Linked DNA regions of Mus musculus: all the other regions are linked to region 2. A link is a contact called in public ChIA-PET, HiChIP or PLAC-seq and promoter capture Hi-C data. All regions are on one chromosome and are shown on one strand. Each heading gives the region's core, a stretch centred on a gene start, on an enhancer-like site or on the middle of the called end of the contact. The rest is flanking DNA. Distances are from core to core; before and after follow the strand shown. Region 1 overlaps Hunk (hormonally upregulated Neu-associated kinase). Region 2 holds the start of Cfap298 (cilia and flagella associate protien 298). Region 3 holds the start of A930006K02Rik (RIKEN cDNA A930006K02 gene). Region 4 holds the start of Ifnar1 (interferon (alpha and beta) receptor 1). Region 5 has its middle 35 kb from the start of Hunk.

What was found. Promoter capture Hi-C pulls out the DNA fragments that hold promoters and counts their contacts. ChIA-PET counts read pairs in DNA pulled down with a chosen protein or histone mark. HiChIP or PLAC-seq counts read pairs in DNA pulled down with a chosen protein or histone mark.
Region 1: a contact with region 2 is called in an H3K27ac HiChIP or PLAC-seq map of cardiomyocytes, with 5 times the contacts expected there. The contact joins the enhancer-like site here to the promoter of Cfap298 in region 2. A contact is called at or near these places in 2 of 39 promoter capture datasets (cranial neural crest and maxillary cranial neural crest), 1 of 484 Hi-C or Micro-C datasets (embryonic fibroblasts) and 5 of 115 datasets of contacts at active chromatin or transcription factors (T-cell acute lymphoblastic leukemia, bone marrow-derived macrophages, cardiomyocytes and 2 more).
Region 3: a contact with region 2 is called in an RNA polymerase II ChIA-PET map of memory CD8 T cells, with 65 read pairs. The contact joins the promoter of A930006K02Rik here to the promoter of Cfap298 in region 2. A contact is called at or near these places in 1 of 39 promoter capture datasets (embryonic stem cells) and 2 of 115 datasets of contacts at active chromatin or transcription factors (effector CD8 T cells and memory CD8 T cells).
Region 4: a promoter capture Hi-C map of neural stem cells shows a contact between it and region 2. The contact joins the promoter of Ifnar1 here to the promoter of Cfap298 in region 2. A contact is called at or near these places in 5 of 39 promoter capture datasets (embryonic stem cells, hippocampal neurons, liver and 2 more), 2 of 484 Hi-C or Micro-C datasets (LSK cells and embryonic stem cells) and 2 of 9 other capture datasets (adipose tissue and pancreatic islet).
Region 5: an H3K4me3 HiChIP or PLAC-seq map of embryonic basal ganglia shows a contact between it and region 2, with 4 times the contacts expected there. The contact joins the enhancer-like site here to the promoter of Cfap298 in region 2. A contact is called at or near these places in 2 of 39 promoter capture datasets (cranial neural crest and embryonic stem cells), 1 of 484 Hi-C or Micro-C datasets (cerebral cortex) and 3 of 115 datasets of contacts at active chromatin or transcription factors (the SCID.adh cell line, embryonic basal ganglia and embryonic hindbrain).

Annotation. Positions count from the first base shown.
Region 1 is chr16:90,404,211-90,409,546 of GRCm38.p6, forward strand. All of the region lies in intron 1 of Hunk (hormonally upregulated Neu-associated kinase), which reads left to right. Among named protein-coding and RNA genes, the nearest start is that of Hunk, 20 kb to the left of the region's middle. Within about 2 kb of position 1,886, at least 49 of the 459 cell types and tissues checked have an H3K27ac peak or open chromatin away from gene starts, as enhancers often do. A contact at or near this core is called in embryonic basal ganglia, where this site is marked.
Region 2 is chr16:90,930,826-90,936,435 of GRCm38.p6, forward strand. It overlaps Cfap298 (cilia and flagella associate protien 298), which reads right to left and starts at 4,024. Exons shown (of 7, transcript NM_026502.2): 1 at 3,757-4,024; 2 at 169-336. The coding sequence starts at 3,895. Synj1 (synaptojanin 1) reads right to left here. Exons shown (of 32, transcript NM_001164483.1): 32 at 5,272-5,610.
Region 3 is chr16:91,462,577-91,468,424 of GRCm38.p6, forward strand. A930006K02Rik (RIKEN cDNA A930006K02 gene) reads left to right here and starts at 2,528. Exons shown (of 2, transcript NR_077219.1): 1 at 2,528-3,060.
Region 4 is chr16:91,483,130-91,488,947 of GRCm38.p6, forward strand. It overlaps Ifnar1 (interferon (alpha and beta) receptor 1), which reads left to right and starts at 2,086. Exons shown (of 11, transcript NM_010508.2): 1 at 2,086-2,287. The coding sequence starts at 2,215.
Region 5 is chr16:90,348,632-90,354,379 of GRCm38.p6, forward strand. No RefSeq gene overlaps it. Among named protein-coding and RNA genes, the nearest start is that of Hunk, 35 kb to the right of the region's middle. Within about 2 kb of position 1,315, at least 76 of the 459 cell types and tissues checked have an H3K27ac peak or open chromatin away from gene starts, as enhancers often do. A contact at or near this core is called in embryonic basal ganglia, where this site is marked.

The DNA of each region.
Region 1 (5,336 bases), core at 636-3,135, 530 kb before region 2:
GTATTTTACTGAAAATTTAGTGCTTTGCAACACTGTTAAGTCCTCTTTTAAAGTGTGATGTTTTGTGATACATTTAAATATTTGAAGTTACTGTAGTATTGAAAAGTTGGGATTGCTTCAAGATTTCCCCTGTATAAACAACACTGCTGTGACTGTCCTTGGGACTGTCTCTCTGAGCCATTTCTTAGGAACAATACTTTGAAGGGTTTTGATATATTACCAAATTGCAATTCAGAAGGATTCTGCTTCATGGCAACATTGTATGAAGTTGACTTCTAGAATATGTGTCTTGGTATATTGCTAATGGTTTCTACCACGTTTCTCCCATATGGCAGTTACTGGCTATTTCCATATTAAAGATATTAGCTTTATCTTTATTGTGTTGTAGCTATTATCTTCTACTTAGTCACTTGGCTTTCTTTCTGATTCATTGATGACTTTTTGGCAAAGGTCCATCGAGGTTTTGCTTTGCTTTCTTTAGCCAACCAGTTGATACCTCTCTCTCTCTCTCTCCCTTCCTTCCTCTCTCTCTCTCTCTCTCTCTCTCTCTCTCTCTTTCTTTCTTTCTTTCTTTCTTTCTTTCTTTCTTTCTTTCTTTCCTTCTTTCCTTCCTTCCTTCCTTCCTTCCTTCCTTCCTTCCTTCCTTCCTTCCTTCCTTCCTTCCTTTCTTTTTTGTTTTCCGAGACAGGGTTTCTCTGTATAGCCCTGGCTGTCCTGAAACTCACTTTGTAGACCAGGCTGGCCTCGAACTCAGAAATCCGCCTGCCTCTGCCTCCCAAGTGCTGAGATCAAAGGTGTGCGCCACCACAGCCCGGCGATACTTTTCTTTAGTGTCCCCCTTGTTTTCAAGCTTACATAGAGAGAGAAGGAGTTGTTGGCTTTGCTTTATACATTGTCCGTGACTTGCCAGTTTCTTGTTTCCTGAAGAAGCCTTTTTGCTGGGGTAGGGAGGCACCTTTGACTATATTTTCTCACCTGTGGCATATTGGCGGGCTGCAGGCTTTGGGGGTTCACAGCTTCTGCCTCCCAACTTTCTGCTTCTGTGATTTTGGGTAAGGTATTGAAGCCCTTTTAAACTTCCGTTTCTCCATCTGTAGCACAGTCAAATCTACTTCATGAATATTCAGTGACAACCATGCACATATGTATATGTAAATGGAGTGTGTGTTGCTTAGCTTAGAGTGTGTGTGTGTGTGAAAGAGAGATTGTATGTGTGTGTGAGTGTTGTGTGTGTGTGTGAGAGAGAGCGAGAGAATGTGTGTGTATGAGTGTGTGTGTGTGTGTGTGTGTGTGAGTGAGTGAGTGTGATTGTGTGAGTGAGCATATTGCTTTTGGGAGCACTTAATTAGCTTAAAGCATATTCATCATTGTGTTGGAGAACACATGGCAGTTATTTATGCTTTTCATTTAGATCCTCAGACCTGTTCTTAAACTTAAAGGTATTTAGAGGTCAGATTCCTTGAGCTAGCAAGACAGAGACCGCCCACTAGGTTTATCTGGACGACGGAGTTGACCTCTGAGGATAGAGGCGAGGGGGTGAAGAGGATCATGGGACACCTCTGCAGCAGTTACCCCCCCCCCCCCCCAGGGCAGGAATGCCTCTGGACGTGCAGGGACACACATGTCTGCATTCCTCAGCTTCCACACCCCTCGTATCTGCCTGTGCCATGAGCCTCTTGGCAGCCTCCATTCTCTGCCTGGGGAAGGGGCTTCTCTGTCCCCTGGTTCTTACTTTCTGCTCTTTTTAGGCATCTGGTGTGTTGTGTGTGTGTGGGTAGGTGGTGTCCCTTACCTTTCTAGGATTCATGACACCACACCAGGGATGATCACTGAACCTTCCTGGCCTCACCTCTTAGTCACCTTTATGGCCCTTTTAACGGTAGAGACTTCTTTCCAACAAGTAATTAAGAATGAAATTTATAGAGACTTCTGCCCCAGTGACCAGAGTTTTAGGGTTGGGGCTGCGTCGTCGGATGTGATTTTGATTTGATGGCTCCCACTTTCCTCAACAGGCAGCTGGACATTTCCAGTGTGTGCTGCCTTTAGCTGACCCCTGCTTAGAAGCCCCTGGAGCTCTTGAGACCTCCGCTGACAGCAGGGTCCTGGATAGGAGAATGGGATCTTGTACTGGAGTTTCCTGGAGTTCTGTTTCCAATCCCACAATGCCCTCATCCTCCCCTCCCACAAGGCCATTTTGCTCTTGTACCTCTCTGGCTGCATGTGGCCGCCAGTTGTCCCAGGATGGAGACGGGATATTGTTTCCTGTTGCCTGTGGGACACGAACACGTCTTGAATTAAAGCTAATTTTGGAGTTTGAAGTATTAAATGTCAAATTTGAAAGAGAACATGTCTAAGACTTCTTTGTTGTAAAAAGGAAGGTTATCCAAGGCCTAGGGGAAGGGACGGGAAGAAAGAAGTGGGAAAAAGAAAAGAACTGGTTCCCTCGTCCCTGCACCATGACGCTCTGTCTGCACCCCTGGAAAAGGCACCCTTCTGATGAAGTCTGCTGTTTTAATATTTCTCTACCAAAAAGTCATTTACGATAAGGTAGCCTGAACTCTTTCCCCTTTTTGTTCTGTTTAAAATGACATCAAATCAGTTTGCTATAGTATTACTTAATACATAGAATGTATGGCTATGTATAAAATTAAGTATGGTTAAATAATTTTATTTTATTTATTTTTTAAGTGAAAAACCATTTGGCAGAGAGACTGAAGTGTCAGAGTGGTCAACACTGGGGAACTGTCCCAATTGTAATTGGACGAAAACAAGACACACAGCTATGGTGGTGAACTCCTTTCTGCTTTTGTAGTTGTGAGCATGCATGTGTGTCTCTCTGTGGATGTGTGTATGTGAATGCCTGTGTCTGCAGATGCCAGAAAGCAGCATCGTATCCCCTGGGGCTGACATTACAAGTGGGTGTGAGCTTTCTAGTATGGGTGCTAAGAACCGAACTCAGGTCCTTCCTGTATAAGAGCAGCCAGTGCTCTTCTCTGCTGGGCCATTGTCCTCCCTCCCTCCCTCCCTCCCTCCCTCCCTCCCTCCCTCTCTCCCTCCCTCCCTCCCTCCTTCCCTCCCTCCCTCCTTCCCCCTCTCCCTTCCTCCATCCTTCCCTCTCTCTCTCCCTCCTTCTCTCCCTTCCTTCCTTCTTTCTTTTCCTCCCCCCTCCTTCCAACTCAAACATCTATAGGTACTTTCTACATGTAGAGTTTGTGCTAACCACCTGTGTGGGCTTTTTACAAATTAGAGACAGCTCAGCTGTGTTAGGAACACAGCTTTATCAAACTGTAAGTAAAAACCGGCCAGTGTCAGTCCTGGCCTCTCTCTGCTTTGGCAAAGCCTATTTTGTGGCTTCCTCTAGAATAGGCAGCGAAGGAGGGGGGAGACTCTGGAAGGGAACCATGTTCAGTGTGTGTTGCTCACTGTCCAACAGACCGGACATACCCCATCTTCTGGAACAAACAGAGTCTAAAAGAAACCGCCGTGGGCCTTCTGACCTGCTGCCTTCTCTCTTGAGTCTTCACTCACCAGGATACTGGAGGGACTCAGGGCTCAGACTTGTAGTGTGGCAGGAGTTCCAGACACAATTCAAACAAGGTGTGAGAGACCTCAGTCTGTGTATTTGATGAAGAAAAATCTCAAAGTGCTGCTCAGCCCCCCTCACTCCGCATGGTTCCGTCCATGGATGAATGAACATGGTGACAGTTTAATCAGGGCTGTGACGGTGACATGCAAGGGGAGAGAATGGAAAGGCAGAGCCTCTGAACTGGGATTTTTTTTTCTTTCTTTCTTTCTGGGAAAGGAATTTGGTGGTTTTGGGTTCCTTTGGTGTGTAACCTGAGAGGCTCATCCATCTCTTTGTGACAGAGGAACATTTTGGTGTTGCGAATGCAACTTCTGATTTATCACACGCAGCTGCGTGGGCCGCGTCTCCCTGGTGCCTCCCTGTGCCCAGGAGCAAGCCCAGTCACTCAGCAAGGCTTTGCCTTCCAGAAAGGCTTGAGAGCTGGGGCTCTGTGTGCTTAGGTGGCTGCTGGGGACTGTCACTCTGGGCATGTGTACAGGGAAGCTCAGATGACGGAGGGGGACACCTGGTCCCTCTCCAGTCTTGCATTTGCATTTGTCAAGGCTGAGTTGGCCCCCCCGCTAAAATTGCTTTATTACAGTCTGAATTCTTAGTACCTCTGAATGTATCTCAGGTTGTCTTTAAGAAGGAAGGAAAACTGGAATCATATGGACTGCCCTAATCCAATGCAGTGCCTTCTCTTCCAAAAGAGGAAACTTGGGTAGAGATGTGCGCACACAGAGACAAGACCAGAGGAAGAAGAGACTCGGGGTAGCCATCTACAGCTGGGGAGAGAGAGAGGCCTCAGCAGAAATCCACTCTGTTTGCATTGTGGGCTTCTGACCCTTCTAACTGGGAGACAGTGCATTTCTGCCGTCTAAGCTGCTCAGGGTTTTGTGATAGCAGCAGACAGACACCGTGCTTACACGCTCCGAATGCCAAAGTCGTTGCACCCGTCACAGCGGACAACTTTGGCTGGTTACTGAGAGGGTTTTCGAACTAGATCCTCCCACCTCTTCCTTCTTCATGCAGGAAGCTTTTGGGTTCCCCTCACAGCCTTCCCCTCACTTCACTCTGCTCTATGATAAATTCATCAGGTCCAAATGCTGCAGCGCCTGTTCCTAGACACAGCATCCTCATGGTGGAAGGAACGGAGCTTGCTCATCAGGCCCTGGTTTGGTTCTGTGATAGAAAGCGCAGGGCTGTCTGATTGGGTAGCGGGAGGGGAAGGATTCCTCTCTAAAGAATGAGAGGAGCCTGAGGCAGGAGGATTGCCAGGGGTGCTAAACCAGCCTGGGCTCTGTGGTGAATCCACTCTCTCATCTCAGGGGGAAAGAAATCCCTATTGAAAGAATGAAGTATTTTAAGTTCGTTAGAAACTCTTCAAGGGCACATGTGTGAAATTATTAGGGTGCTCCCAGAAGTGTTTAGATTTGATTATAGGATGCTTTTGTGTGGCCCATGAATATCGGTAATTTCCCTATGAGGTGAGTAAATGAGAAAGGCTGTTCTGTGCGGCTTCCAAAGTGTTGCCACTATAACCGTGGTTCTTGCTAATAGCATTTGGTGCGTAGTCCTATCTTTCCTTGGCTGCTTGTGATAATGTCTACTGGCCTGGTGTCTTAAGCCACAGACATTGTCTCTAGGGTGTCACAGGCAGTTCCTTCTGAGGAAGACACCAGTTAGACTTCTCTTCCAGCTTCTTGGAGTCTCAGATGATGCTGGGTCTGTAATGGTCTGTTTCCCTGTCTCCCTTCTGTCTGTCTGTCTC
Region 2 (5,610 bases), core at 2,774-5,273:
TGGGTGAGCATGTGTGTGGCAGCATGCACGTGTGAACTGTGGGGAGTTAGCTTTCTCCATCCACCTGCAGAGCCGTCCTGCTGGCCCACATCTCTTAACCTAAAGCACTGCCTTCAGGTCTGATGTGATGCACGGGAGCAAAGGCAGAAGAGAGAGAGAGCCGGTTACCTTGCCCGTTCCTCCGCCCGATCTCGTCCTTCGTAAAAACAGACCCTCCACTGGGCACACACTTCTCCCCCCACTCGTCCTTCAGTTTCAGCTCTTCGATCTGCTCATCAGTCAGCCCTTGCATATTAGGGGGCAGAAAGACACCGTGTTCCGCCAGCTCCTCCATCTCTGAAAAACAAGTCGAGGGCAGAGCCTTCAGCTGTGATCACTAACTACAAGTGTACACTCCTGGCTCAGGCCTGGCCACTCTAGCTCACGATTTTAACACTCATATACCAGGAGCCATGTGCCAGGGCTTCCCTAATCCCGGACAAAGCTACCAACTCCTCAGTCAGTCAGTGCAGCAGTGAGCTTCGACTCCTCTGTGTCCATGCTCTAAACCACTGTGCTCAGGAGTTACCAGGTCAGCGCTCAAGACCAAGCCGGTTCACACAGCTTTACCATTTCCCAAAGAAAGTCTCGGAGAGCCCCATTTAATGTAACCTTGTGAAGGGTGTAAGACAATTGGGTAAACGTCCATCTTCCTAATGTCCAACTCTGATCTGAGGCTAATATTTCTAATATTTTATGAGCCCCTTACACGGAGGCTCCCTTGGTAAAGTGCTTGCTCTGTAAGGTGAGGGGCTGAATCGCAGAGCCCGTGTAAAAGGGCCAGTGTGGTGCAGTGCACTGAGAGTAGGGGTATCTAGGGGAAGGTAGAGGCCTGGGGACCCCTGGGGATTGGCTGCTGGCCAGCCTGCTCTAAAAACCCAAGGTCACACAACACCCGTTACACGGGCCTCACACATAGATCCCCTCCCTGCTCTGGCACAGAGGCACCCACCCACAAACGTACTCACAAAACTTTATAATGACACTTCATAAAAATCACTGGGAAGGATTTAGGCAACTGTGCAGGTTGTTTTTTGTCAACCTGGCACAAACCTACATATAGCCAGGGAGAGGGAACCTCAATTGAGAAACCGTCTCCCTCAGATGCCTATAGGCTAGTTGTAGGGCATATGTTTGAGTCATGACTACTGAGCACACGTCAGGCGTCGCCACTGGATGGGCAGATGGTCTGGGGTGACAAAGAATGAACAAAACCTGAGGAACAAGCCAGTAGGGGTTTCCTTTCAGCTTCCTGCCTTGACCTCCCTCAGGAACTAAAACTGTCAAAATGAAAAAAACCCTTTCCTCCTCAAGGTTTTTGGTCATGGTGGTTTTTTCTTCCTTCCTTCCTTCCTTCCTTCCTTCCTTCCTTCTTTCCTTCCTTCCTTGCTTCCTTCATTTCTACTGTTGTTTTCTTTCTTCTTCACAGCTACAGAAAGCTACTGAAGACGGAATTGGTATGAGGACCATGGCACATCATGACAGACCTAACCATTGGAACTCTGTGCTGGAAAAGCCACGGAGCCCTCAGCACTCACTGGGCCATTGGAGGAGCTCCAAGGCAGAGAGCAGGGCAGATGATGCAGGTTTGCCTGTGAACGTCAAGAGGGAAATCAAGACTCTACCTGGGCCATTCGTGTGGTATTTTGTATTAAGAATCTTCCCACATTTAATCCCAGCACTTGGGACACAGAGGCAGGCAGATCTCTGAGTTCAACCCACCCACCCCGTTGGTTCTGCTCAGCCAGAGCTGTAAGACCAGACCAGAACCACTGCAGTGTGAAACCCTTGCCAGGGCTGAGATCAGCTGTGACTAAGAAAATAACAATATCGTTAAGACAAAAACCTTCTGGGATAAGCTTCCTGAGGGTCAACGGACAGAGCTGTTGTCTAGAGGGGGCCAAAGCCCGCTCATGCCTGCAGCCAAACTTGGCCAAGTGTATGCACCTTCCAGATGGTACTGATTGTGAGGGCATGAAGAGTCATGGAGAACAGTAGAGGCTGGGCATAGGAAGAGGCCAGGTCAAACTTCAGTTTCAGGGAAACCCCAGGATTGAAAGGATCATGGAGAGAGGCTGAGGCCTGGCATCATGATGCAGGGTGAGAGAGCCCAAAGAGAGGCCAAGAGGCAATCGGTGCCATTGGTAAGGGGAAGCCTGCGGTTCCGGCAGTTTGGAAATGCCAACACCATGGGATGACCACCAAGGACAGCAGCAGCTACGGAGTGGAGCCAGCCTCAGCCTGTGAGATGTGTTCTGTGGGCCCTGCAGAGCAGAGGGAGCGGAGAAGACCCTGAGTCCCGCACCTCTGACAGCGAGCTTCACAGGGCTGCACTTCAGTTCTCCTTCCAGTGCGAGTGCGCTCATGGTCTTCCCTCTTGGAGTGAGATTAGGTCTTTTTACAGGTGCCCGGTAATGGATATTACAGAGAGGTTTGAACTTTGAAAGAGACTGCATTTTTAAAGTGAAAAAATTTAAAAGCCTGTGGAACTTCTGAAAGTTGGAATTTGTTTTATATTGAGATATCCATATTAATAAGGTCTTGGGGATAAACAAAAAGGAGAGGGTTATGGTTTCATGGTGATATGTCGATTGGTGTTGACAAGGAAGCAATTGGTTCTGCTTGGCTTTTGTTGACCTGGCATGAACATAGACGTATCTAGGAAGAAGGAACCTCAACTGAGAAAATGTCTATTTCAGACTGTTTGTAGGCAAGTCTGTAGGTAAGGCATTTTCTCAATGACAGTAAGGGGGGGGGGGGTAGCACTCTCCGGGTGGTATCACCCCTAGGCAAGTGGTCCTGGGTGGTATGAGAAAGCAGGCTGAGCAAGTCGTGAGGCGCAGGCCAGGGGCAGTGATCCTCCATGGTATTTGCTTCAGTGCCTACCTCTGTGTAGATTCACCCATGCAATTCTTGTTTTTTTTTTTTTTTTTTTTTTTTTTTTGAGACAGGGTTTCTCTGTATAGCCCTGGCTGTCCTGGAACTCACTTTGTAGACCAGGCTGGCCTCGAACTCAGAAATCCGCCTCTCTCTGCCTCCCAAGTGCTGGGATTAAAGGCGTGCGCCACCACCGCCTGGCTCACCCATGCAGTTCTTACATGCTGCCCCACACTTTCGGTTTATGATGTTAAAGACCCGGAGGTTCCCCCCACCCCCTAAATGTTTTACTTTTAATATGTCATTTAATATTGAGCCTTCTTTGAAAGCAGTTAAGTTTGATTATATATATAAAACGGGTCTTAAGGCGTTCTCTATAATGTAAAAATCATGTGTTTCCTAGGAGACAGAAAACAACACCAAGGCTCTCCCGGTGAGAACTTTCATGGGCGGCTTCAAAGCGAAGAGACTCAAGGGCCAGGGCTTTTAGCGTCTCAAACTGTCCCCCTTCCCTGCAGCCACCACTCACTCCACCCTCACCCTTGACAACTCCCACCGTCCCCGATCCCTCAGCTCCGTCCCGCCACCTTTCGACCCAGTACGTTCGCACTTCCCGGAAGCCCAAATCCCGGCTTAGCTCAGCCTCACTTGGCATCCCGGCTGCTCTCCTCCGAGTCGGCGGTTGGCTGGCGAGCCTGGGTTTCCTCCAGCCGTTGGTCTTTCATCCCCGGTCAACCCTGATGCTCCTTTCCCACCCCGGGCTACGGCAAATCTCCCCAAATCCTCGCGACCCCGGGCGCTGCCCCCTGACCCCGAAGCCGCCGGCCTCCCTTTCCGCACCTGAGCAGAGCCGGTGCACCTTCAGCCGCCCGTTGTAGACGCGGGCCACCTGCGCCGTGAGCTCTTCCAGCTCCGTGCTCCCGGGCGCCTGCAGTAAGAACTGGCTCTCGTCGCCTCTCTTCACGTGCAGCACAACCATGGCTGCGCCAGAGGCGCCGCCGAGGTGGCAAGGCTGCGGGGCAGGGACCACGAGGCCCGAGCCGGGTCGGCCGGACCCACACCAGCCTGAGATTAACCGCTGCTCCGAGGAGGAACCGTGGAACGCGGCTCACGCTTCAGCCCGGAGGGATGAAGAAAACGGCGCACGCTCGCGGAAGTGGCTGTTGCCAGGGGCAACAGTCAAACATTGAGCTCGTGCCCAGTTAGAACTCGCGCCTGGAAGGCCGGAGGCGCTGAAGAACAGGTTGTGCGGGCCGCACAGTCGCCGCTCCCGGAAGTAGCTGTTGCCCGGGCAACCAAAACCCAAACTAACAGCTAGAGGCCTGTGCGGACGGTCCGGGGACTCGGGAGATGTCCGCTGGAGGAGCATGGCGACTCCTGGATTAAGAATGAGAGCGAGCGCTGGGCACTATGGGAGCATAGCCGCCGCCAAACTCAGACTGGTTTCGCGCAGGCACGGATCGCTTCCGGAAATGCCTTCTGCTTTGGGTCTCCGGTCAAAAAGTGGGGAGCGCTGCTGCTGTGCAGAGCTCATTTAGTTCCACAGCTGTCTATCGCCCGTCCCATGGAGTCTCGGTCCCCCACAATCTCAGATAGGGCAAGCGGGCGCAGCGCTGTTCTTCCAGGGCGCTCAGACACAGCTGAGGATCCCATTTTAGTGTTATAAAGAGAAAACAAATGGATGGAAGAAAATCAAATAGAGGAGTAAAGAAAATTAGCAAAGAAAATTAACCTGTGCTTTGAAATGATCTCAAACTCATAGTTTCGCTAAATGGTGAGGGTTTTTTGTTTGTTTGTGGTGATGGCACATTAAATTTTTTACTTGCCAATGGAAATTCCTGGAAAGAAGCTGTGTAATAAAAACAGCAGTGATGTGGAGAGGCTGTGAATCTGCGGGTCCAGACTGATTACCTTGTCTCTGTTAGCTATAGCTCCTAGAACAGACGTCCATTGCCCTCCTATGGGTCAGAAATAACTTGCATATAGGCTCTGAAATCTATAAACGTAGCTTTCACTAACCCAAAAGTTAAGAATATCGTCAAATAGCATCTGGTAACTAAAGAAAAACTTCGTCTTACTGTATATGCCTCTCTGGCATTTCCACCAATGTATTTTAAACTTGCCATGACTTACGACTTTGTCTTAGAGAGCTACAAAACTTTGTGAACATGGAATTTGGGGTAACCCAAATCTGTCATGGTCATTCATTCAAATTTGGCTTCAGAATAAACTACCTCTTATTCCCTGCATGTATTATGTGCACACACACACACACACACACACACACGAATGTGGGAGTGCACACATGCATAGAGAGAAAAAAAAACCTCTTCCCTTTTGAGTAAAGAAGTCAGCTGGTGATAAAGACATATTTATTTCATATGACAGCACATCTCACAAGATATGTACAGAATGTATACCAGCAACTTTAATACTGTACTTCTATAAAGTATATAGTTATAAATACTGTATGCCACATAAGCGATAAACCTCTTACATACATATAAACAGCAATCTACTAGAGAGAACAGAGACTCACAGAGATTCTTAGTGTCTGTTTTCTGCTTTGACCAGACCTGGCAAATACACACGATGTCGAGTTCTTTGTAGCAAACTTTAACTTGCTTTGTGCGTTTCAGCAGCTACCAGACTTCCTGACAAGGCAGAGCTATTGCTCTGCAGACATTACAGTGG
Region 3 (5,848 bases), core at 1,278-3,777, 530 kb after region 2:
GTGAGACTCCATTGGAAAAAACTACAATTTTTTCTTTACCAACAGGTATCAGTTGCAGGTAGCTTCTTGGTTAGGCGTTATTGTCTGTCAGGCCTCAAACCCAGGACAAACAGCTGAGATGCTATGAATAGATCAAAGCAGACTCTAGCCATCAGGATCTCCCAGCACCCCTAAGTCCCTACATGGTACAGTGTACTCGTGACTGGCATTCCTGTCCTCTACGCTAAACTTCTCCAGCCCAGGGCCTGGACTGAGCTGCCCTTCCCCCAGCTGGCCCTCCTTATATAACCCAGCCACTCTGGCTACACTGGCCTCTTGCCCTCTTGGCTGCTGCTCCTGGGTCCCCTGTGTCTCTCCCCTCCTGGCTCTCCTCACATGACTGCTTCAGTTTGCCCCTCTGTCCACTCTGGACTCTTCCAGATGTCTCTGACTCTGGCTATGTCTCCCTTGTCTAGAATAAGAACCTCAACCCCGCCAGGCAGTGGTGGGGCATGCCTTTAATCCCAGCACTTGGGAGGCAGAGGCAGGCACATTTCTGAGTTTGAGGTCAGCCTGGTCTACAGAGTGAGTTCTAGGACATCCAGGGCTACACAGAGAAACCCTATCTTGAAAAACCAGAAGAAGTAAAGAAGAAGAAGAGAAGAAGAGGAAGGAGGAGGAGGAGGAGAAAGAAGAAGAAAGAAGGAGGAGGAGAAAGAAGAAGAAAGAAGAAAGAAGAAAGAAGGAGGAGGAGGAGAAAGAAGAAGAAAGAAGAAAGAAGGAGGAGGAGGGAAAGGGGAAGGAGAAGGAGAAGGAGAAGGAGAAGGAGAAGGAGAAGGAGAAGGAGAAGGAGAAGAAGAAGAAGAAGAAGAAGAAGAAGAAGAAGAAGAAGAAGAAGAAGAAGAAGAAGAAGAAGAGGAAGAAGAAGAAGCTGGACCCCTTCTTTTTTTCCTTTATTTATTGTCCACATCCTGCTCTCGGTGTCAGGATACCCTGTGGCTGACAGTGTGCAGGCCTTGTGTGTGCTGCCACAGTCTCTGAGTTCACTTGTCTATCAGTCCTGCTCTATCTGGAAAACACTACCTCCTTCAGTCCTCTGTCACCTCTGACGCTTGTATCTTTCTGCCTCCTTTTTGGCCTAGACTCTTGTGCCTTGGTGGGGAGGGATTTGGTGGAGACATCACATTTAAGACCTTAAGCTCTAAAGTCTCACTCTCTTCATATTGTTTAGCTATAGATCCCTGTATCAGTTGTTCTAACTCAGAGGTTCTCAACCTTCCTGATGCTGTGACCCTTAAATACAGCTCTTCATGTTGTGGTGACCCCCCAACCATAAAACTTTCATTGCTACTCCATAACTGCAATTTTGCTACACTTATAAATTGTAATGTAAATACCTCTTTTCAGATGGTCTTAGGTAACCTTTGAATAAGGATCTCCAGCCAAAAGTTGAGAAACACTGTTCCAACGAGTTTGCAAGAACTCTTGGACAGTGGGAAATAGAAACTTTAACAACCTTAAGTATGTGTCACTGGTAAGGTTCTTCCCAATGACTTAGTAGCCACGACCAAAAACTGTTGGATCCACAGATCTTTAGGACTTGTTCATTTCATGAGTCAAACAGTCGTGGGGGTTGATTCTTTCGTTTTTGTCATTCAAGGAGCTTGGGTTTGAGCCTCTTTGTCTTGTTTTAACAACAGTTGTCATAGCTGCAATAATAACCCTAAGAAGATCTGAAGAGAGAGAGGGAGAGAGAGAGATTGATTCTCTGGCAGCCCAGGCTGGCTCTCCACTCCCAATATAATGGGGGCACCCTGCTAACTACCTGCTGAGGTTACAAACATGTGTTACCATGCCCGATTCAATTATTTCATTTTTGCTGCCACGGGGTATTGAACCCAGGATCCCATGCATGCTTGTCCAGAAGCTGCCGATGTCCTCATCCATCATCTTTAAATTTTATTTCCATAGCGTAGTCTTGAGGTATGTAAGTAAATAACCTTCTCAAACGCAGGCTCGAACTCTTTACGAATAGGTGTCAGGGAACCATAATCTCAGACCACCCCAGCCCCTAGGATGTCACCTCTCCGCACACTGGAAATTACCTGCCTCTCTGATACCACCGAGGGTGCCCGGCACCCGTGGGTTCCCACACTAGGTTCCAAGAGAGCCCTTGAGGAACGAGCCATAGCTCACACACACACACAAAACCAAGAAACGAAAGCGCTCAGTGCAGGAACTCTGAGCAGGCGCTCTAGCAGCAAACTGAGTTCGCCTCTGCTGTTGGAACAATTAACGGTGGGCTTCCGGAAGTGGGGAGGGTCATGACCTGTCAGGAAACGGAAATTAAGAGGACAGTGACTGCATACTACAGGGCCTTTGCAGAGGGGGCGGAGCTTTCATCGAGGGGTGGGGCCTGAGCGGAGGGCGGGACGGGGGCGGAGCAAATAGATGGGGTGTTCCCGAAGGGCAGAGCCCGGGCTGGAGGGTGTTGCTAGGAGGGCTGCAATGGGCCAAGGATTTTTTTTGGCGCGTCACTTGAAGTGACAGAAGACGTAAGAGGTAGGGCTGTCGTAGGCTCGGCGTCTCTGGTGCTGCTGGCCCAGGCACCTCGGGTTCTGCCCGTAGCCTTAGGTGAGCGAAGGCCGAGCAACGGGGAGTAATTGCTGGGCGCAGGTAGCTTGAGTCCAGCGCTCTCACCCCGACGCCCGCCCAATGGCTCTGCTCCAGCCTGGGATTCTGACCCGGGCCCGAGCCTGGGATGGCTGGTGGGTGGGAGACCAGAGAGCAGCAGAAATGTGCTTTCCAGCCCTAGTGCGGTTTGTCCCGGGTTAACGGAGGAGTGAGATGAGAGTATCACTCCTAACAGTCGAGCAGGCTAACAAAACAATAACAAATAAGCCAGGGAACCACTGGGCTAATTACATCGGGAGAATGGCGACTGCTCTAAGGGTGAGAGACAAGAGAGATCTCTTCATAGTGATGAAAACAAACAAACAAACAACAACAATAAAACCAAAAAAGACAGCCCGGCATCCCAGCCAGAACTCCTGGAGATAAGTTCCGACTCCTCTCAGGGAGGTAAGTGATGCCCCAGGTCTCACCCTGAAGATGGCACACGGTGGAATTCATGCTAGCAGCGTGACACAGCCCAGGGGGTTGCTTTGGAACCTTTGTTCTTGGAAAGTTTTATGTTCAGCTCAGGGTGAAAAGAGTTTTATGTCTATGTTCATGTAAAATTAACAATTGAGCAGGGTGTACATTGAGAAATTAATTTTCAGGAGCTAAAGAGACGGCTCACTGGTGCTGCTGCTCTTTCAGAGGACTGCTGTTGGCGTCGTGGCTAACTCTAGGGCAGTGTTTCCCAGCCTTCCTAATGCTGCAGCCCTTTAATACAGTCCCTCGTGCTGCGGTGAGGCTCAACCATAGAATTATTTTGCTGCTACTTCATAACTGTAATTTTGCTACTGTTATGAATCATAACAGGCAACCCATGTGAAAGGGATGGAGACCCACACAGGCTGAGAACCCGTGCTCTACAGCCTCTTAATTCCATCTCCAGGAAAATCTGATCTTCTGACCTCTGCACGTATATATACTTACACACACACACACACACACACACACACACACGCATAATTAAAAACAAAAATGACTCAAAATGTGGTGGCACCCGCCTGCAATCCAACACTGAGGTAATTGAGGAAAGCGGCTCAGGAGCACCATACCCTGTGCTGGGTGATGTGAGCTTGTCTCCTGGAACTACATTAAAGATGCTGAAGTGGATGGCCAGGTGGCGCGTCTGATAGGATCTTGATTATACCAGTCATTGAGTGTATGAACTAATTTAACGTTCAGCCAGTTAACAGTTATGCCAGTCATTAAGTGTATAAACTAAGTTAACTTTCAGCCAGTTAACAATTACACCAGTCATTAAGTGTGTAAACTCATTTAACTTTCAGCCAGTTAACGATTACACCAGTCATTAAAAGCGTAAACTAGTTAAACTTTTAGCTCTCTGTTCAGCTACTATCCATTTTACAGGAGTGGAAGCTGCAGCACTGAAAGACGAAGTCGCCTACTCACACTGTACAGCCAGTTTCTGGCTTAGCAGAAGAATGTCCTTCCTTCAGAGTCAGTCCAGAGGAGAGAGCGTTGTTGCTTAGCAACTGTTGGGCTGTTGGTGTTGTTTTGTGCCCTAGTGTTTGTGCCTGCGTGTTTTCCTGTGCAGCTGTATACATTGCTTTGCACCCGGATGTGGGGGTCAGAGGTCAGGCGTCTTCCTCCATTGTTCTACATCTTATTTATTTTGAGACAGAGTCCCTAACTGAACCTGGAGCTGATTAATTCAGCTGAACTGGTTGTCCAGTGAATGCCAGGTATCCTCCTGTCTCCATCTCCTCAGCCTGGGGCTTGTGGGTACATGACTATGCCTGGCTAAGGAAGTGACTCCTCAGACTTCTGTACACACTTTACTGACTGAGCCATTTTCCCAGACTTGCTTGTGTTGATTTTTAAAATCTTGTGTCGCTCTAGGTTGCCACCCAAACTCTTGATAACTGTGGATTTCTTTCATCTCCTCCTAATTCCCTTAACAGGGCTGGGAAAGTCATTTTATGGTTTTGGTTTTTGGTTTTTTTAAACAGATACAGACTGCCCTTTTCCATGGGTGGTGATATAGGTTCTGGCCTCATTTCCTTTGTCTCTATCTTAGTGTCTTTCTCAATTATATATATATAATCTATTTTTCTTCAAAGACTTGTCTCCAATTTTCATATTTTCAATTTTTTTAAATCATCTTAGTATGTACATTCTTATTTGTAAACTTTTTCTAATTTCCCTTCACAGGTTTGTCTCCACTTTTCATTTTTCTCTCTTTCTTGTATCTCTAGCATCTTAGTATCATTGTATCTACAGCATCTTAGTATCATTGTATCTACAGCATCTTCATTCTCCCCCCCCCCCCCCCCCCCCCGCTTCAAGACAGGGTTTCTCTGTGTAGCTCTGGCTGTCCTGGAACTCACTCTATAGACCAGGCTGGCCTCGAACTCAGAAATTCACCTGCCTCTGCCTCCCAAGTGCTGCTGGGATTAAAGGCATGCACCACCACGCCCAGCTCATCCTCATTTTGATGTAGAAAATTTGTCTCCAGTTTTCATTTTTTTCTTGTTTTCTTGTCTCTCTAAAGCCGTTTTCTTTAAGAAGGCATAAGAAGCCATCTTGGCTATCAGGATTAAAATAAGGATTACCAACGTGACAGTAATCATAAGGTAATGTGTCAGTTCCAATTAGGTCTTTAACTCTCCCCGCTTTGTTTCTTTCCTTAAACCCTGGTGTTATGCAGGATCCGAAAGTTCTGTGTCACTGTGCCCCCAACTTTACACGGATTATTTCTTTAAATTTATTTAATTCTCTAAGGACTTTATTTTACCAATTTAAACTATTTGTTTTTCCTATGATTATGTATACCCAGATACTCTCTCTTACACTGTTTTTAAATTCAATATTGTACCAGTTCAGAAGTTTTAGACTTTTTAGTCCCACTGCAGCTCTGGGGAAACCTGCAGGCTCCTCAAACCAGCACGTGTCTATGGTGGCTAACTCCATCCCCATAGCTCTGTCTAACAGGCTGGTGGGCTCGTGGTTCCACCCACTTTGGGGCTGTCCCTCTCTGTGAGTGGTTATAGGCTTTTCCTGAATGGACCCAAGTTGGGCTGTCTAGCTCTCTTAAGTGTACTTTTTGGCCTTCCTCTGGAACCATATCACCATTTAGAGAAGCCACAGCTACTGTACCTGTGGGCTCTAGTGCAAGAGAGACCGAGAGGCAGCTCTAGCACCCACCAGCTGCCTTAGCTCACAGGCCTCCTCT
Region 4 (5,818 bases), core at 836-3,335, 550 kb after region 2:
CTTACATGTAATAAATAAATAAATCTTTAAAAAAAAAAAAAGAAAATTTCAAGACACTGAAAAAGGAAATCAATGAAGATATTAAACAATGAAAAGGTCTGTCCTGCTCTCAAATTGGCAGAATATGTGAAAACGTCTGTACTACCAAAATTGTCTATAGATTTAATGGATATTTATCAAATTCTATTATTATATTTCCAATGCAATAGAAATAATTTATGGCTTCATATGGAACCACAAACAACTTACTAATAATCAAAGCAGTCCTAACATAAAACATACCTTCAAATTATACGGTAGAGGTATAGAGAGAAAGACAGTCTAATACTGGCATAAAAACAGACAGGAAGGCCAATGGAACAGGTCAGAGGACCTGGAAATAAGCTGGCAAACCGTGTCCCCCCGCCTCTAGAGAAAAGAGGCAAAACCATGGGGATTCAACAAATGGTGCTGGCAAAACTGGACATCCACCTGCAGAAGAATGAGGTTATGGCTTTCACTTTATACAACAGCCAGTGGATCAAAGACTTTAAAACCTGAAGCTTGTAGCCAAAAACACTGGAAATACTGTTCATGACACTGGGGAGGCAAGAACTTTCTGAATGGTAACTAACCCCAAGTCTCAACAGATGGGATTAGTAGATTCATGAAGTTACAGAGCTGAACATCAAGGGAGACTATCTGTGCATCACACAGGCTACAGGATGGGCAAAAAGCCTGTCCAGCTATACCTCAGACAAGGCTCTGATATCTCAAATTCATAAAGAACTTCAGAAAATAAGGAAATGAATCTACCAGGAACAAATGGCCCAATAAATCGAACACAGTTTTCAAACGCTGAAATATGCACCCAGTAACTATCTTTAAAGAACTTAATGTCCTGAGCCACCAGCAAAATGCACACTGACACTGCTTTGCCATTCTACCCCACCCTAGTCAGAATGGCTGACAAGAAATCTGACGAATGATGGTGAGGAAGCAGAGAGGAACTCTTTTTTTTTTTTTTGAGACAGGGTTTGTGTGTGGAGCCTTGGCTGTCCTGGAACTCACTCTCTAGTCCAGGCTGGCCTCGAACTCAGAAACCGCCTGCCTCTGCCTCCCAAGTGCTGGGATTAAAGGCATGTGCCACCACGCCCGGCATAACAAATAAGTTTCTTACTTTTTTTTTTTTTTTTTTCTTTTTTTGGTTTTTCGTGACAGGGTTTCTCTGTATAGGCCTGGCTGTCCTGGAGCTCACTTTGTAGACCAGGCTGGCCTCGAACTCAGAAATCCGCCTGCCTCCGCCTCCCGAGTGCTGGGATTAAAGGCGTGCGCCACCACGCCCGGCCCAACAAATAAGTTTCTTTATAAGATAGTAATCAGACAGAGACGGAGTTAAGGGGGTAGAGAGAGGGCTCAGTGGTTTAAGGGCACGTGCAGAGGACTGGCGTACAAACATGGTAGCTCGGAAGATCAGTAACTTTAATACCAGGGTATCTGCGCTCTACTGGCCTCCATGGGTACCAGGCACGCATATATGTACGGTGCACATATATGCATGCATGCATGCATGCAAAACACTCATACACATAAAACCAGCCTAAAACCACATTATTAGACAAAAGATCCAAACGCTGCATAATTCAAAACCCAAAGATTGAGCGAGTCACAACAGCAAACCATCCCACAAAATCAGGGAATCAAGTATAAAGATCTTGTGCAGTTGAGATAAAAGTGTTGCCGGCGCCTTCCAGGTCCCAGAGTCATTTGATCCACGGCCTCCAGGGATCCCCACACCAGGATTCGAGCCAGTGGACTAGTAACCCCCGGGGCAACGCCTCCGAACCCCCTCCGGACAAAAACAGGAAGCTGAGCCCGGAAGGAGGAGGGGCTGCGCAGGCGCACTGACTGCACCCCGCTTTCCTCTCAGGAGTCTAAGGACAATGCTGGGCAGTCTTTCCGGAAGTGGGGGCGGAGCGTGGCAGGGACCTCAAAGTCCCCAGGCCTTGACTGGACCGCGCCCGGTACTTTCCGAGCCGCTTGCTCGCGGAGAGAGCGTGGCGTCAGCGGAGAAGCTGTGCTGGGTGGAGGGGCGGGGGCGTTCACGGAAGGGGCGGGGCGCTGGAGGGGGCGGGGCGTCGCGGAGGGCCTAGCTGCCCAGAGGTAGTCTCCAGCTCCGCGGTGCTGCTGAGGAGAAGGAGGAGAATGTGAGCCGCCGCCCGGCCTCCCAAGACGATGCTCGCTGTCGTGGGCGCGGCGGCCCTGGTGCTGGTGGCCGGGGCGCCTTGGGTGCTACCCTCAGCTGCAGGTGAGCCGAGGGGCCTGTGCGAGGGCCGGGCACCATGGAGGGAGAGCTGGGCGCGGGTGACCAGAGTCCGCGACGCCCGCCCCCTGCGCCGCTCTTCAGCCTGAGGACGCTACCCGGGCCGAGCCTCAGGGCTGCTGGTGGGCGGGAGACCAGACAGCAGCAGAAATGCGCTCCCAGCCTAGTGCGGTTTGTCCCGGGCTGAGAGGAGTGAGGTGAGAGGCCCCCTAACCGGCCCGAAGTCAAAACCAGGAAACCACTGGGCTAGTTACATCGGGAGAATGCCCACTAAGGGGAGAGACAAGAGTTTTCATAGTGATGTGAGGAACCTAAAAAAGACGACCTAGCCTCACTCCTGGAGGAAAGTTCTGATTCCTCTTAGAAATCTGTATATCTGGGAAGTAAGTGATTGCCCCAAGTCTCACCCCGAAGATGGCCCATTTCTGGCTAGACGTGCATGATGTACATGCAGGCAAAGTGGTCACACATATACAGTAAATCGGAAAAAGACTATTATGAACAGAATACTGTAACTGCTACAAATGCTCTTGGGTCTTTTGTTAATCTCATGAGCACATTTGCTGCTCTTTCTGCACAGAATCAGTAAATCCCAACAGTTGGACTGGAGATCAAGCTAAGAGGATACGGATAACAGGATAGAGTCAGTTTAGGGATGACATCAAAGACTCCGTTGGTGGTACTGGAAGTGTGGCTCAGTGGTAGTGTGCACTTAGCATAGACAGCACTGAGAAACTGACAACTCAGAGTGGGGAGACTTGATGGATAGCTCCTGGTGGCTGAAAAGAAAGAAATTCAGACATCTCAGATGCATCCTCTTACATAGGATGTAACTAGAGGCAGTTCTGTAACCCTCTGGAGTAGAAGCTTGACAGGCGACATGACATGATAGTCTGAGGCAGAAGTTTTCAAAACAGGAGATAACAGTGGAGCCAGACATAGCGTTAAAGGACACTTTTTAAAGTTAAAGCCTCGTTCGGGCTGGAGAGGCGGCTCACAGGTAAGAGCACTTATTGCTCTTGCAGAGGGACCTGGATTGGTTCCCAGCACACAGTTGGTGACTTGCAACCTTCCCTAAATCCTGCTTTGTTCCAGGGGATTGGAATACACTTTTCTGACTTCCTTGGCTATGGGGCACATGTGGTGCACACACAAATGTGCAGGCAGAACACGTATACACATACAGAAAGTCTTTAAAAAACTTGCCTTGATAAGCAGGCATGGTTGCATCAGTGTCACACAAAAAGGACTTTACATCACATTTTAACACAAAGGAGTGACTCTGCTTTGCAGTGAAATTAAAAAATTTATTCTGAAATGTGAGACATACATGTTAAAGGAGTAAGGGGGCCTGTTCTCGGAAGAGTCACAGGTCTATTCTCTACCTACTTGTCCTTGAAGTGTTAGGTTAGTGTCTCAGTTAGGGTTTTACCGCTGTGAACAGACACCATGACCAAGGCAAGTCTTATAAAAGACAACATTTAATTGGAGCTGGCTTACAGGTTGAGAGGTTCAGTCCATTATCATCAAGGGAGGAGCAGGGCAGCATCTAGGCAGACATGGTGCAGGCAGAGCTGAGAGTTCTACGTCTTCATCTGAAGGTGGTTAATGGAAGACTGGCTTCCAGGAAGCTAGGGTGAGGGTCTTAAGCCCACGCCCACAGTTGGAAGACCACACCTCCAAATAATGCCACTCCCTGGGCCAAGCATATTCAAACCATGACTGGTAGATTCAAACGACCAGCAGTGGCACTTGTTTCTGAAGGCTCTGGAGCAGCCTTTTTCCCAAGCCTCCTCGTGCCTGAGGTGCAGATGGGCCTGAGCTCTCACTCCTATTGGAGGAAGAAGCTGTCTAACTATGGTCCTTGCTTGAAGTGTCCTATCGTGATGTAGCTTCTTTGGAAGTGTCTAACCCACACAATTAAGGCTATGAGAGACAAGGCATTATATATTAATAAAGGCTCGATACAGCTAGATAAAGCAATGACAGAGGTCTGTGTACCTCATGTTTCAGCTGTATGCCATTTGCAGTATGGTGATGAAACCTCGCTGTCCTCCCTGGGATGGGGATCTTCCCTTTGTCCAGGATGTCCAGATAACCAGTGAAATCATAGAGATTATTATATTCTAGAAACCCTCTTATTTGTCTAATAATGTCCCTTGTCACCCCAACTCCACTGTAATCACAGTGTGCCATATTTATTTTTATCATCTTATCGGGCCTATCTTGTTAAACGTTGTCATAACTGTGTACATACGTACGTAGGAACGAATCCAGATCGAGCTGGACTCTTTTTTTTTTTTAAGATTTATTTATTTATTATATGTAAGTACACTGTAGCTGTCTTCAGACACTCCAGAAGAGGGAGTCAGATCTTGTTACAGATGGCTGTGAGCCACCATGTGGTTGCTGGGATTTGAACTCTGAACCTTCGGAAGAACAGTCGGTGCTCTTACCCTCTGAGCCATCTCACCAGCCCGGAGCTGGACTCTTTAACTGCAGTCTGAGGCATCCACTGGAGGTCTTGGGCTACAACTCCCACGTCAGAGGGGGCTGCTGTATACTTTCCTATGTTTGAATAAATTCTGCCCTGGGTCTGGAGATGGTTTAGTGACTGTGTAATTACACTTGCAAAAGACCTGGGTTCAATTCCTGACACACACACTTGGTGGTTCACACCCACCTATAAGTGCAGTTGTAGGAGATCTGACACCCTCCCCTGCCCTCCATGGAGTACATAGACACATGCAGGCAAAACGTTCTCACATAAAACAGAACACATACATCTAATTTAAATTTTTAAAAATACAATTGTTATTTCCCGAGATTAAAATATATTTATGCTATGTCCCAGGTTCCTTTCTTCTTTCCACACCCTCCCACATAACACACCACTTCCACCACCAACCCACTCTCTTACCAAACTCTTGCTCTGTGTGTGTGTGTGTGTGTGTGTGTGTGTATGTGTGTGTATGTGTTCATCTGTATTCCTAAATAAATGGTTAACAACCTTCTCAGTCTGTATGCTACTTGTGTGTATGTTTCCAGGGCTGTCCGTTTGATGCTGGATAACTGAGCTCTGTGTTCTTTCTTCCCTGGAGGAGACTATTTTTCCTGCTCTCAGTTGCCTGTAGTCCACCGCCACCCCTACCCACCTGCCAAGGATTGAGGCCTCCAGAGGTTTTCCCTTTCACATTAACATGTTGGCTGGTCGTGTGCTTATTTGGTCCATGGCTAGGCAGTCACATAGATGAGACTTTATGGGTATAGCCTCTGACATTTCCAGGAGATAGAGTCTCACAGCAAAATCCTTGTTCTTCTGGCTCTTAGAGTCTTTCAGCCTCCTCCTCCACAATGATCCCTGAGCGGTAGGTGCAGGAGCTGAACTGTAGGTGAATCAGTAGGGACTGGGCTCATATTTTCTGTTCTGGTCTCCATCTGTTGCAAAGAGAAGTTTCTTTGATGATGTGTACTGGCTGGCTTTGTGTGTTATCTTAACACAGCTGGAGTTATCAC
Region 5 (5,748 bases), core at 65-2,564, 580 kb before region 2:
CCTCTTCCTCAGAGGAGCTAAGCTCATCTGCTTTTAAACTATCAAGCTTTAAAGCCTCTAGTTCCTTTACCGGATAAAGGCTTTTCCTTTTCTGAACTTTCTCCTTTTCCTTTTTCTCTCCCTGAGGACTTATCCTCAAATTTTTCACTTCCTCTGACTCAAGGTCTCTGGAAGGGCTTTTTACTTTGTGCACATTTTCCTTTTTTGGAGCTCCTAACCTTTCACACCATTCCGTTTCTGCCATGCTGTCCTGTGCTTCTTCTAATATTGCCTGCCCTGTTATTATTGCTGGACGGCATCTCTCATCCTCCAGACACGATCTCACCAGTTTCCATAATGGCATGGTCCCTGCCTTTAATTTCCCATTCTGTTGTTCCTTAGCTAAGTCTTCCCTTAATTTCTCCCAAGAGGAAAGAGTTAACGACCCTGAACACGCGTACCAAGGTGATATACGTTCTATTTCCTTAATGAACGTTTCTAAGGTTCTTGTAGAAACTTTTATCTCTCGCTGTTTTAAAACAGAGTGTAGAGCTGTAGTTACAGAATGTGAATTTCCCATACTGCTCCCTTATCTACGAGAGGCTTAAATATGAGACGAGCACTGCGGCTTATATACGTCCGTCTGACTGTGCTTCACAGCATTCAAAACTTTTTCTTTCAGCGCCACTTCTGGTGAGTGCAGGATCAAACCAGGAGAAATAGGGTTAACACAGCCAGCATGAGAACAAAAGGCTTTTAGTGCCACCTTCCAGTTAAGGGGAGGGATTAAGAAGGATCAGAGTTACTTACAAGGATTCAGCATGCTCTCGGAATTCCAAAATCCACCGTGGTTCTGAAATCTGCTCCGGTTGGTCGGAGGGTCTCCTCTAGGTGCCTGCGTTGTTAAGGCGTTTTTTCCCGGGTTTCAGCACCAAGTATCCCGAGCTTATCCCCGTCCCGCGGGAAATAAACACAGGACACACCAGATTCTTCCACGGTTAACTTTTACTTCTATATCATATTGAGGTAGACAAAGAAAGCTCAGAAAGTGTGTGGCTTAAATACTTTTGGTGACGTGTCTAAACTAGGACTGGTAGCAACACCCATGATCCTCATGCACCCTGGGGATAGGTTAAAGCCCCCAGGGGTTGGGCAAAAGCCTCGGAGATGGACTGGTGACTTTGGCTGGCTGTGCTCACGCAGCTGCGCACAATGAGGTTTAGCACCATCTAGTGGCGGCACGTAGATTGCAGCCCTTTACACTTACTGGCTTTCTCTCCATGTCTTACTCAGATTGCTTTCTTATACAATCCATGGCGGTAGCCACCAGCTCTGGGGGCGGCACCGCCCACAGTGGGCCGGGCCCTCCCACACCAATCATTAATCATGAAAATGCCCCCATAGACTTGCCTATAGGCCAATCTGACAGAGGCACTTTCTTTTTTCTTTCTCTTTTTAAGATTTATTAATTTATTTCACATGAATACACAGCAGCTGTCTTGAGACGCACCAGAAGAGGGCATTAGATCCCATTACAGATGGTTGTGAGCCACCTTATGGTTGCTGGGAATTGAACTCAGGACCTCTGAGAGAGCAGACAGCGCTCTTAACCTCTGAGGCACCTCTCCAGTCCTAGAGGCATTTTCTTAAGTGAGGTCTCTCTTCCCAGGTGACTATAGTTTGTGTCAAGCTGACAAAAATTAAGCAACAGAGACAGCACGCCATGCTATGTCAGCAGCTTCATGCATACTGCATTTTCTGCAACCTCCTCATTGCATGGAGGGGTCATGCTGAATCATTGCCCCACCCCCACCCCCAGCTCATGACATTCATTTCACTGTGTTCCCCTTGTTAGTTTACACTTTAGATAAATTGTGGCCATCTTACTGCATGTGAAGTGACATTGCATTATGGTTTTCGTATCTACTGCCTGAATAACAATAATATTGCAATCTTTCTGTGGGCTCTTTGGTTATTCGTGTAGCTCCTTTGGGCAGATGTCTGTTCCGTGCCACACCCATTTGAAAAAATCTGAGTTCTTTGTTGTTTGTGTTTGTGTTGTTGCAGGGCATCTGCCAGTGAAGGCTACCTGGACATGGGTTTGAGCAGACAGAAAGTTGATACGAGCCGCCAGTGACTAACTACACTGGGCGTTTGGGATCCCAGGGTCGCCCTGAGCCTTTCTCAGAGGGACTTTTAAGCCCACAAACCATATTCCGGGTTGACGTACTTCAGTTAACAGAAAGCAGAGGTACAGAAGCCAAAAAGCAAGGTTAGTACTTTTAGGGACTTTCCCCGGCTTTGACAGATTAGATTTTTGTTTTACTTTTGGCAGGTGGTGCTGAGTTTACGGCCAGAATGGCACTTCCATCATGGAGTCAGTTGTGCTAAGGTCTGGGGGCCTACTGGCTATCATGTGCCCTTGATATTAAAGTCACATCAGATGCATTTTCTTTTGTTATGTTGGTGGTCTTGTCTTTTACTTTTTTCACAAGGTTCTTTTACGGACAAACATTCTGACTTTGATCAAGCCACGCTCACCTGTTCTTTCTTTTGAGGTCTGTGCTTTTTGTGTCACATCGAAGAATCTGTTGCCAAATCTAAGGCCATAGATTTAGGCCGCCGATCATTTTGAGTTACTATTTCTGTGGTGTGACGTGAAGGCTGAACTTGGCTCTTTCTTGCGTGTGAAACTGGTTCACCGATTGCCGTCTATTAAAAACATTCTTTTCCTATTGAATGATCTTGACAGTCTTGGAAAATACCAGTCGGCCGCATAGAAATGGATTAGTTTTTGTATTTAAAATTGTATTTCCCTGGCCTCAACGTTTATTTTTATACCCATTGTTTTGGTTATTTTTATTTTGCCACATGCAAATTGGAAGGAATAAGTATTCTGTTATTGCTCAAAAATATAACTTGATTATCTAGACTCTCTAACAATTCTGTATAACTGTGAGGGCTTGGGTCCTCCCGCCCCTAAATACTTCAATAGGGCTTGTGCGTAAATTGCTTCATGCCCAACTCTTCTTTCTTTCTCAGACTATGCTACGACACTCGGTAAGGTTTCTTAGCTGATCTCACAGATGCCAACCCAGAAATCCCTTCCTCAGGAGGCTAAGCAACTGCTCAGCACCCCATTTGTGTTGAGTTTGGAGCCATTAAGCCGTTCAGATACTCAGGGTCGACCCTTTCTCCCAGAGCTGGCTGAGTACATCGTTAAAAGACAGCAGCATGGCTCTGTCGTACATTTGTTCCGGCCCAGAGGCCACACTTCTGAGCACAGTGTCTTAGAGAGCTGGTGAGTCAGTGCTCAACTGAGGAGCTGAAATTGGACCAGCTGGGGTTTGGAGGCTCGGCTGAAAAGCAGGCATGGAACTCAAGCTTAGCTTTCGAGCAACTTTCCCCCTTTCCGGGTGTGGGTGTATTTTTAGTACTTTTGTAGCTAAACATATATGTGTGTATACATATATATATATATTCTTGGAATATTATATATACTATGTATGCTAAGGATGACACACACACACACACACACACACACATATATATGATATATATATAGAGATACATCCCAGGAATGGTTTCAGTTGCATGTAACAGATTTATTTTTCTTTACACAGTAAAAAAAAAAAGTCCAAAGGTAGGTAGGTGGTGTCTAGAATTAATTCAGTCACTCAAATATTTCAGGACTGCCATCCTTATACTTATATTGTATTATGTATTATGTATTGTTCACCATCTCAAGATGGCTTCACCACTCGAAATATTACACACATGTTCCTAACAGAGAGGGCGAAAGAGGCATCCCAGAGCTAACACACAGAGGACATCGTTTCTGGACTCCTGGGCATGTCCCATTATGTTTCAGTAGATAGAATAGTGGTCCGTGGCTACCTGTAGTTGGGAAATATCTGAGACCCCAGGGAGCTGGTTGTCACGACTGGATTCAAATCGATCTTGATCCTCTTCCGCGAGGTGGTGTGCATAACCTTCTGTGATGCTGTTGGAACCGTGTTGTCAAGAACTGAAGGGAAGCAGAATGTCAGAGCACTGTCACCAGGACACACATTCCCATGTGGTGCCATGTGTCTCCTAATGTGCCTTCTGCCTCCTGTCTCATCCCTGATACTGTTAGAGTCTCAGAAGTGATCCCATCTTCTGCATTTCTCTGTTGGGCCTGGATAGCGATTTGGCACAGTCGTACTCAGTAAGAATGGAAGGATTCACCAGCAGACTAGCATATGCCAGGAGGCACTGCAAGGGAGGGCTGGGAAGTTGATTAAAGTCTAGTGGGGTTCAGATGGAAAAGTCAGGCTGAGGCATTTGGGCCAGCTGCGCTCAGTCACCGACAGGATTGCAGGCTCTGTGTTTTTGAGGCCCCGAGTTTACACTTCACGATGTGGCTCCTAATGACATCTTTTGAATGCTGAAAGCACTTTCTTTTCTTGCCCTTTAGGGGGTGGGGGAAACATGTTTCAAAAAGAATCTCATCAATGATCCAATCAAAGAAATGTCATTCATGAGAAGATAAGCAGCAGAAGAAATCCCCCAATGCTGCATTTGGGCAGATTTCAACAGCTCATTTATATTTTAGAATGGGAATGTAAATTAAAAGGCTAAACACTTGAAAGCCCAAAAATATTCCTGGTTTGACATTAAAGTCAGGGAATTGATCACATTTTCGGAACATAGCTAGTAAAAAGTGCTAATTTATGGCTAAGTAATTAAACAGGGAGACAGATGGAGAACCAAATGAGTTTTCCTCACATCCCAATTTGCATACTGTTCCTGATGGTGCCTGTTCTTACTTCTGTGGACCGTGCCCTCCAGCACTGAAGTACATGCAGCGATATGTAAGTCACTTTTGCAGCCATGCACTTGGAGAAGGTAAGCGGGAGACCCGTAGATCCACAGACTTAGCACAAATCTTCAGTCAGAGGGTCTCTCAGTCGGGGGGTCTCTCAGTCAGGAGGGTCTCTCAGTTAGGGGGGTCTCTCTCTTGTTTCCTCAGCTGCTCAACATGTTGATTTCCTTTATAGGAGCAGCAGGCAACGTCAGATAACGAAAATCCCTCTTCTCCACTGTACTGGCTAGTTTTGTGCGTCAACTTGACACAGGCTAGAGTTATCACAGAGAAAGGAGCTTCAGTTGGGGAAATGTCTCCATGAGATCCAGCTGTGGGGCATCTTCTTTGTTGGCGGTCAAGAGGGGGAGGGCCTCTTGTCGGTGGTGGCATCCCTGGGCTGGTAGTCTTGGGTTCTATAAGAGAGCAGGCTGAGTAAGGCAGGGGAAGCAAGCCAGTAAGTAGCATCCCTCCATGGCCTATCAGCTACTGCTTCCTGACCTGCTTGAGTTCTAGTCCTGACTTCCTTTGGTGATGAACAGATATGTGGAAGTATAAGCTAAATAAACCCTTTCTTCTCCAACTTGCTTCTTAGTTGTGATGTTTTGTGCAGGAATAGAAACCCTGACTAAGACATCTACTAAGTGATGGAAAGTGCAATAGACCATCTCACCCCAGCTTCTCAACAGCTGAATGACAGCTCAGAGCTCTCCTTCTCTACATCCTGGTTTCTCCCAAGACAGAGTTAATGTTGCCTAGCTTGCCTCAAGGAAGCAGGGCAGAGCGATGAAAGCAAGAGTTCTCTTTTTGATTATGAATCAAACACCCATTGGCTGAGTTACCTCGGCCACATTAGTTTAACTACCATGTGCTACAGTTCCTTATCAGCAAAATGGGCATGCTGGGTAATTACTCCATACAAA